Linked DNA regions of Sorghum bicolor: region 2 is linked to region 1. A link is a contact called in public HiCAR-type data. All regions are on one chromosome and are shown on one strand. The core of a region is the stretch at or near the end of the contact, and the rest is flanking DNA. Distances in the headings are between cores, read along the strand shown.

Region 1 (4,388 bases), core at 1,346-3,845:
TGTCAGAGGGGGCCAGACTATCTAGGTAAAATGACCCAAGGCTCAACGGGGCCAAGAATTGCCCAACCAGTGATATTACGGGCCACATTCCTGTGGGCCTCATAGGTGAGCACCACAAAATAATTCTCAAAAAAAAAGAACTGAAACCAAAGTTTGTATTCTAGTTCAGAGTTAATGCAAAGCAATATTATTAACAAATAGTGGAAACTTTTAGCAGTCACCCATGCAATGCATGATACTTAGGTTTCAATGGTGGAAAGATTTTAGGTTCGACCACTAATGTAGACAATTACTCACTCCGTTCACGAAAGAGTCAATTTCTAGAGTTGTCCTAAGTCAAATTTTTTAAACTTTGACCAAAGTTCTAGAAAAAAATGCAAGATTTATAGTATCAAATTAGTATTATTAGATTCATCATAGAATATATTTTCATATAATGTGTATTTTATATTATAGATGTTGTTACTCTTTTCTATAAAATTAGTCAAATTTTAAAAAGTTTGACTGGCACGCATCCTAGGAATTGATTCTTTCGGGGACGGAGAGAGTACGTATATTGGTGGCGCCCGCTTATGTTCTGATTACCTAGCTAGGGCCTAATATGAAGTCTAATCATCAAGTACAGCACCAACATCTATCAGCAATTGTGTAGTACGTAATGTGTGTATAGTAGCAAAGAGATGGATAGGATAGATTAGATAGACCATCATCACTATTGACCCCCCTCATTAATAGAACCTACCTAGCTAGGGCCTAATATGAAGTCTAATCATCAAGTACAGCACCAACATCTATCAGCAATTGTGTAGTACGTAATGTGTGTATAGTAGCAAAGAGATGGATAGGATAGATTAGATAGACCATCATCACTATTGACCCCCCTCATTAATAGAACCATTAATCAGGGCCCTCCGATCTTCCATCTGTGACGGAGATGGAGATGGGCCGCTTGTCCTCTTGCCCTTGGCACCTTTTCAATGGGTCGCTTTATGCATTCACTCACTCGCCTGCTGCTGCTTCCCAGCTGTCCCAAAAATTGATGGTGATGCCCTTTGGATCCCTCTAGTTTTTTTTCAGTTTTTTAAGAATCTGATTTTTTAAACTAGGTGGGATTTTGCTGTCAAATTTTACCAGATTCTTAAAAACTTAGAAAGCTATTGTTACCCAGTTTTTACCCATTTCTATAACGCACAGAGCAATGAATGAAGTTAGATTCTTAAAAATTAGGATCAAACATCCACATCAGTTATTGCTCAGAATCCAGATTTCAGAAATAGAGGCAAAAACTGATTTTTAAGAATCTAAAACTAATTTAAACAACGCCTAAGTAGGAGTAGTAGTTTCTCTGCCACCATGCTGATTTATCTTCGTACAAGAGTAACTCCAGCAGCTCACTAATAAGTCATCCCTGACAAAATAATAATACTATTTTTTATTATTAAAGGAGATCACCAACACCTTCTGCTAGTTATGTGGGACCCACCTATCAGAATGCTATTCATTTTCTTTTCTTTTCCCTTTTGTTTCCTCTTCTCTCGGCTCATCCACGAGAGCATCAGGCTCGACCCCGGCACCGTTATTGCCTTCTTTTCTCCATTCTATGCTAGCCCCTCGACCTCATCCTCGGTAATGGCCACAGACTCCACCTCCAGGTAGTTGGCGCCGGCCACCACATAGAGGCTCCTTTCCTTTTCTTGCTCACGTGTTTAACTCCCAGGAATCAATTCTTTCTATTTTTCTCCGGGTGGCGTTTGATTAGGTGCGCATCAGGGACTCGCAGGATCGAAAAAAAAAAGCTATAATTTTACATCAGAAATTCTTTCTTATTCTTTAATTTTCTTTTACACCTTTCCACTTCAGGTTTATATATTCTATCTCTTTTGTACATTTACATCAGAAATCCTTACTTATTTTTTATTTCTTTTTACACCCTTCCACCTCCTAAGCAGAGCTATAATTTTACATCAGAAATCCTTTCTTATTCTTTAATTCTTTTACACCCTTCCAACTTCACATTTATATATTATTTCTCTGTTGTACATTTGCATCAGAAATCCTTACTTATTCTTTATTTATTTTTATAACCTTCCACCTCCTAAGCACAGGTTGTGGGATCGCACGGGGACGTGGAGGCGACCCAAAAAATTATTTTGTATCATCTGATGATCTTACTTACTTTTGTTCTTTTTAGTTATATATATATAGGAGAATATGTGGTTTTATGTTTAGTAATAAAAATATTTAATATAAACAAGTTCCACCAAAACAAGAATACCATAAATATATCGGTTGTACAGTCCCCTCTCGTTTCATTTCAGAAGCGGAAAAAAGCTGCTACTTTACTAGCAAATGATTGTACCTGTTCATAAATAATTCTCGTTGCCGAGAGAAACGGACGGAGTACCGGATGTTGAGACTATTTGCTATGAATTGATTGATGAGGGAGCACAAGGCTGAAACCGAAAACGCTTTGATTCGCTGCCGCGGTTTTCCAAATCAGCTCTTCCTCGTTTGTTTCCAACCCACCTCCATCAATGCATCCACATCCAGGCCCATCACCACTTTCCCAGACGCAAACGACTCCCCGGACCCCGGCCCCGGCCTCCGGGCATAAATTTTGCTGGGCCCGCCTATGGCCCACCCTCCTCCCTTGCCTTGCCTGCCTGCCTGTGTGAAAAATATCGGCACCAAGCAAACCTAGGACCAGGGCACTGATTTTCAGTCACACAAAGCTGGCTGATTACTTGATTAGGAGGGAGCTCAGCTCAGACCTCAGAACCGGATTGTGGTTAAGAAGACGAGAGTGTTCATTTTCATGGGTGCCAATTCCTCTGCTTCACAAGCTTATCTCCAAAATTAAAAGGTGCTCGACAAACTAAGTTTCCGCGGTCTTAAATAATTACAATATCGGTGATGTTCTCCCTCGACAGGCACTGTAATATTTTCGTTTTATTTGATAATTAGTATCCAACTATGGATTAATTAGACTTAAAAGGTTTGTCTCGCAAATTATCCACTAGCTGTTATTTTAGTTTTATAAATAATATATATTTAGTACTTTATGTATGTCTCTAAATATTCGATGTGATGGTTATAAAAAAACACTTGGAACCAAACATGACCTAAGCTGTGTCAAACATATGACTTCAGAATATAACTTCGGGGAGTCGACGATGATCACCATCAGATATTAATTCGGGTTCCGCTAATGCTGTTCACGCAATTTTAATTTGTTTAATAATTAGAAGAAACCACCACACACACACACACCACATCTAGTCGGTGTATCTAAATGCGTGGTTTGCTCATCCTTGTCATGTACAGTGTACGTTGTGGGAACTCATTTAGTGGAACGCACACCGTCCTGTGGTTAAGCTTTGAAGAAGGTGACGGACCTGCGGCTGCCAAACATGAGAAGCATCCCAAAAGAAGAGCAACTTTTCCAGGCCACCAAAAGTAAAGTCAATTTTACATTCAAGGGTTCCCATGTCGTGCTCGTAGGTACTACCAACAGTGCAGTACTAGAGCAAGTATTATAATACAGCCAGCTGCTGGCTGTAAGATTTCTTTACAGCCTTCTTGCAGCCCACTCATATAATGGTTAGCTCATCACTATTAATATATGGCCCACTTGTCTGTCTCATATATTTTCTTGGTTTTTGTGTCTGAGTCGGTTGTAAGCTTACAGCCCGCTTTTACTCTCTCTTCTCTTCTCTCTCCTCCACCTCAGCATTTAGCTGGCTTACAGCCTGCTATAATACTTGCTCCTATATAGCGACCAGATGTGAACGTCAGGAAAAACTACTGTAAGGCCAGTTTCAATGGGGTTTCATTAGAGTTTCATGCATATTAAATATGCTGATGTGGCGCTATATTAATGAAGAGAGAGATGATAAGAGTTTCATGGGAGTAGAGAGAGTTTCATCCTCATAAAACTTCTATGCACTGTTTCCAAAATATTGATGTGTTGAAAACTGTGTCATGAAACTCCCATTGAGGATGGCCTAAGCATTCTCACATGCATAGTAATTGATTAGTGATGCTACTTTAGGCCAGTCTCAATGCATAGTTTCATGACACAGTTACCAAGACTATAAACTAGGTAACCGAGCCACAAGAGTTTCATGGGGATGAAACTCCTCTCTCATATGATGAAACTCCTTCATTTAATGACCCTGCCAAGTCAGCAATTTTGCTTATGTGGCAACCTATTTAATGTGCATGACACTCTCATGAAACATGCATTGAGACTGGCCTTACAGGGCTGTGCCTGCAAAATCCAGGGTCTTCATCCAAATTCTAATATGCCCTAATGGTCTAGAAAAACAAAACGATAATAATCGTATATAATGCACATGTACCACCAACCTTAACATTGAGTAGTTAAT
Region 2 (4,388 bases), core at 1,246-3,745, 87 kb after region 1:
AAAGGCCCATGCCGTTGAAGAAACAAGAAAGAGAAAAACAGGACCACTACTTTCTATCAAATTCTGACTAGGACGTGCTTTCAAAAATTTTCAAGATTATCCATCACATTAAAATTTTAGACATATGTATAGAATATTAAATATAGATAAAAATAAAAACTAATTATACAGTTTGTTTATAATTTAGGAGATGAATATTTTGAGTCTAGTTAGGGATGTTTGGTTACGGTTGTTAAAGGTTAGCATTTTTGTTTTATCTAATAATTAGTGTCTAATCATAGACTAATTAGAATCAAAAGATTTGTCTCACAAATTACTCTCTACCTGTGTTTTTAGTTTCATAAATAATCTATATTTAGGCCTTGTTTAGTTCTCAAAATCTTACAAGATTCTCCGTCACATCGAATCTCATACATATGTCCAAACATTCGATGTGATGAACGGTAAACTTTACCACACTCAACCAAACAGACCCTTAGTCTGTGATTGGATAATAATTATTAAATATAAATGTAAGTATTGAATAATTATTAAATATAAATGTAAGTATTACAATAGATAAAGCCAAAAAATTTTGCGAACACAACGCCTAACTTGAAAGTTGCGCAAGATGATACGAAACTGGATGAGAAAACCGAGCTAAAAAGGTCAGTGTGCAATCAGGAGACGCTTGACCAAGGTTTGCTTGTGGCCGTGGATTCCATCTCTCCACAGGGAGCCAGCCAGCTTTTTTAATTTGTCAAACAAAAGAAAACCCCACTGCTCGCAGATGCGACGACCATGTCACTACAAATCTGTCATCTCATTATTTGTACACACTCTTGTCGATCTCTTGCAGGAAACATGCATGCTCAGTTCCTCCCATACCACACCTTTTTCCTTTTCCTTTTTATCAATTCATCTTTTGCTAAAGAATAGTACTACTGTCGTTATGCCTTGATATATATAGTGAATTTTTCATTATTCCCTGTGTGTCTTTTAGTTGAATCTGGAATTAATTTTCGTTTTGGGGATAACAGATCAATGCTACGAGCAGTGGGAAGGAAAGAACAAGGATGGATCGAGCATGATAGATCGCCGCGTACATCATGCAGCTTGTCGAATCCCCTCCTCAACCCTATCCGATCCCATCAGAGAACAGCTAGCAAGTAGCAATAGCATGGGGTTTCAGTCAGAGCAAAAGTGACCCGTTCATAAAGGCAGAAAGGTGCCTGATCCTAGACTCAGACCCTGTTTAAATTAGAGATGAATTTTTTTTTAGTGTCACATCGGATATGTCGAAAGGACGTCGGGAGAGATTTTTAGAAACTAATAAAAAAAATAAATTACATAGCTCGTCAGAAAACTACAAGACAAATCTATTAAGCATAATTAATCTATCATTAGCATATGTGGGTTACTGTAGCACTTAAGGCTAATCATGGAGTAACTAGGCTTAAAAGATTCGTCTCGTGATTTTCAACTAAACTGTATAATTAGTTTATTTTTTATCTACATTTAATGTTCCATGCATGTGTCAAAGATTCGATGGGATGAATAAAAATTTTTTTGGTAGAGAACTAAACAGGGCCTCAAAAAGAAAAAAAAGATCCTAGGCTCAAAAAGAAAAGAAAAGGTACCTGATCCCTTCTGCATTCCAATCCTGATGGATTAGGCCTTGTTTATAGTTCTAAATTTTTTTCTAAATTCATCGTCACATCAAATCTTACAGCACATGTATAGAACACTAAATATAGTTTAAAAATAATTAATTACATAGTTTGACTGTAATTTACGAAACAAATCTTTTAAGTTTAGTTAATTCATGATTGGACAATAATTACCAAATACAAAAAAAATGCTACTGTCACCAAAGCGAAAAATTTTCACCAACTTGACAAAACCTTAGATGCATGAAAAGAATTACTCCTTTCCTAAATATTTGAATATTTGTTGTCACGATTTACCTATCGATAACTTTGACTTGAGTATAGAAAATACGTACAATATTTTTATCTTTAAATAAATTTATAAAAAAACTGCATTAAATATCTATTCAATACTACAAATTATATATCTAAATATTATTATTTTTTAATATATGTTTAGTTAAAGTTGTTTCTTAGGAGCCAAAACATTTAGGGACGGAGGTCTAGTAGGCACTACTATAGCTGCCTGCCTGCCTGCCTGCCTGCCTTTGTTGACAGCACAGCAGCAACCCAAGCATGATGAGATCTTAAGACCAGAGAGACCCACGGACGTTCGTACCCGGGTCCGGGCAGGATTCTCCTTCGGACTCCCATTGCCACGCAATGGCAATTATGGGGAGGAGGGCTGAAAAAGCCATGGGGTCAAGTCAGATCAGATGCCATGATGGTCGACCGCCTCTTTTCGGCCTCATCACGATCCTCCTTTCCAAAAAGTCTATCAAAAGGCTGCTTCCTGCTGGTGCTGTGCCATACTGCTGCCAATGTGCATGCCATGGTTGGTTGGGTGAAAAGTGAGGACGACCAGACGATGCTTGCAGCAATAGCAAAAATGCAACTTTTTTCACCCCTGGTGGGAGTGGAAGAATGGATCGGGTTCCATACATCGTCTTTGCGCATGACATGAAAACGGTAAAGATATTTTCCGACTGTATTCGTGGCTGAATTTATTTAGAGGCATCCGATTTCGTATCCGTATTTGAATATTTAAATCATATATTTATGATGTCGACATCTAATCCTATCTTATCCGATATGGTTGATATTATCCGTATTCGAATCCGAATTCGACCAGAAATATGAAAACAAATATAATATCAATCATATCTGTTCGTATCCGATCCAGTTTTAAGAATTAAGAATCATGTTCCTTGCCGCGGGTGAAAGCTTGACGAACATGAGGATCCCCACAAGAAGCCTTTAGTGTGGTGACTCGAGAGAGAGACAGAGACGAGTGAAGGAGATCGGGCGGCGAATCTCACTTTCTGTTTCTTACTATTTCTATTTTCATTTCTTACCTTTTGAATTTGACACAGATTTATACTTAAGATTTATAAAAAGTGGTGGAACATAAGTTAAATAGCCTAGTTCATGAAGTAGATTCAAATTTAGCCCTAATGAAAGGATCCAAATGGACGCTTGGGTTACTGGATTTATTGCTAGCTACTAGGCTTGTCTATCTTAATTGTCGAATAGACATTTTGAAGGAAAAGGAGTAATAATACTTAAGTTTACCTGAAGTTACTTATTGAAGTGAATCAATTGGTAGTGCTGCCAATTATATTGATAAGAAGGTCCAGGCTGAACAAACAACGACTTTAGAGTAACACAAAACAAGAGCAGTAGAACAAATATAAAAACTAACTAAGGCAAATCTACTAACAACATGAGCAAGCAAACGACCACAACAAAGACAAACCCCCTAATTAATATAAAAATTCTCACAGTATGGGATCTCCCCCTAGTCTTTTTTGGTCAAAAAAATCGTAGAAGGCACGATCTTTTAGGCTTATGCACAGTAGCCTTGCACTCTATCTTGGCTGAGCTTTTCATCATTTTCAATAATACGCAAATATTTTAACACATTGTGTTGAAAATATTGTTGATTTTGAGGTGTCCATTACACAATCGCTATATCTTATTGTTAACCTAAAAATAAACCTAAATTTATCGCTCTTGGGTGCACAACCCACCTTCAACGACTCAAATTCTATCATCTTTAGATTTTCACTATTTTTTTAGAGAAAGGAGACAAGCCCAACTTCATCTCTTGAGACCAAGAGAATCATACCAAAGATAATAAGAAGTAAAAAGTGTCCATCTCAAAGCTCCAATTAATATTGTGGCCATCCAAACAAGACAAAGAGCATGTCTCTAGTGCTCAATGAATTTGAAAGATGTGTTCTTTGTTGTCTTTACATCTATGTAATTAACTGCGCTCGTTGACATAACCAATGTGTTCCTTTCAATAGCGCCTACAAAAAAAATTAAGATTAGCACTTGTCAAAAACAACCTCATTTCTTGTAAGTAATATTGAACAACAAATGGTTGTATTCACCTCCTATTAACACCGAGGACTTATTCCCTGAGCTAGCTAGGAGAGTGGGCATCCATGGATGGATGTGCATCCACAAGTGTGAAAGTGTGGTGGCCGGCATATTTTGGATTTCTCATCTTTTTCATTCATGTGTACAAGAAGAATCCCTTGCTGGCTAGCTATTGGTGATCCAACCGGTTAGGTGTCTGGTCCGCCTTTGCAATGAGCACGAATATAATCCCGTTGCTTTTCTGAGAATTTACCTTTAGGTCTACTTCATTTTTATTTCATCTCTACCGTTGACTTTAAACACTTTATTTGTGAGATTTTTTTATTTTATTTTTTCAAAAAAGTCAGTTGCGATATTTTTATTGTATATAAATTA

What was found. HiCAR-type assays count read pairs that join an accessible place to other places.
Region 2: a contact with region 1 is called in a HiCAR-type map of leaf, with 4 times the contacts expected there. The contact joins two enhancer-like sites. A contact is called at or near these places in 2 of 4 Hi-C or Micro-C datasets (leaf and leaf mesophyll) and 1 of 1 datasets of contacts at active chromatin or transcription factors (leaf).

What each region holds. Positions count from the first base shown.
Region 1 is chr7:14,384,031-14,388,418 of Sorghum_bicolor_NCBIv3, forward strand. No RefSeq gene overlaps it. Among protein-coding and RNA genes, the nearest start is that of LOC110437120, 38 kb to the left of the region's middle. Within about 2 kb of position 2,596, at least 5 of the 5 cell types and tissues checked have open chromatin away from gene starts, as enhancers often do. A contact at or near this core is called in leaf, where this site is marked.
Region 2 is chr7:14,471,251-14,475,638 of Sorghum_bicolor_NCBIv3, forward strand. No RefSeq gene overlaps it. Among protein-coding and RNA genes, the nearest start is that of LOC8073257, 13 kb to the right of the region's middle. Within about 2 kb of position 2,496, at least 5 of the 5 cell types and tissues checked have open chromatin away from gene starts, as enhancers often do. A contact at or near this core is called in leaf, where this site is marked.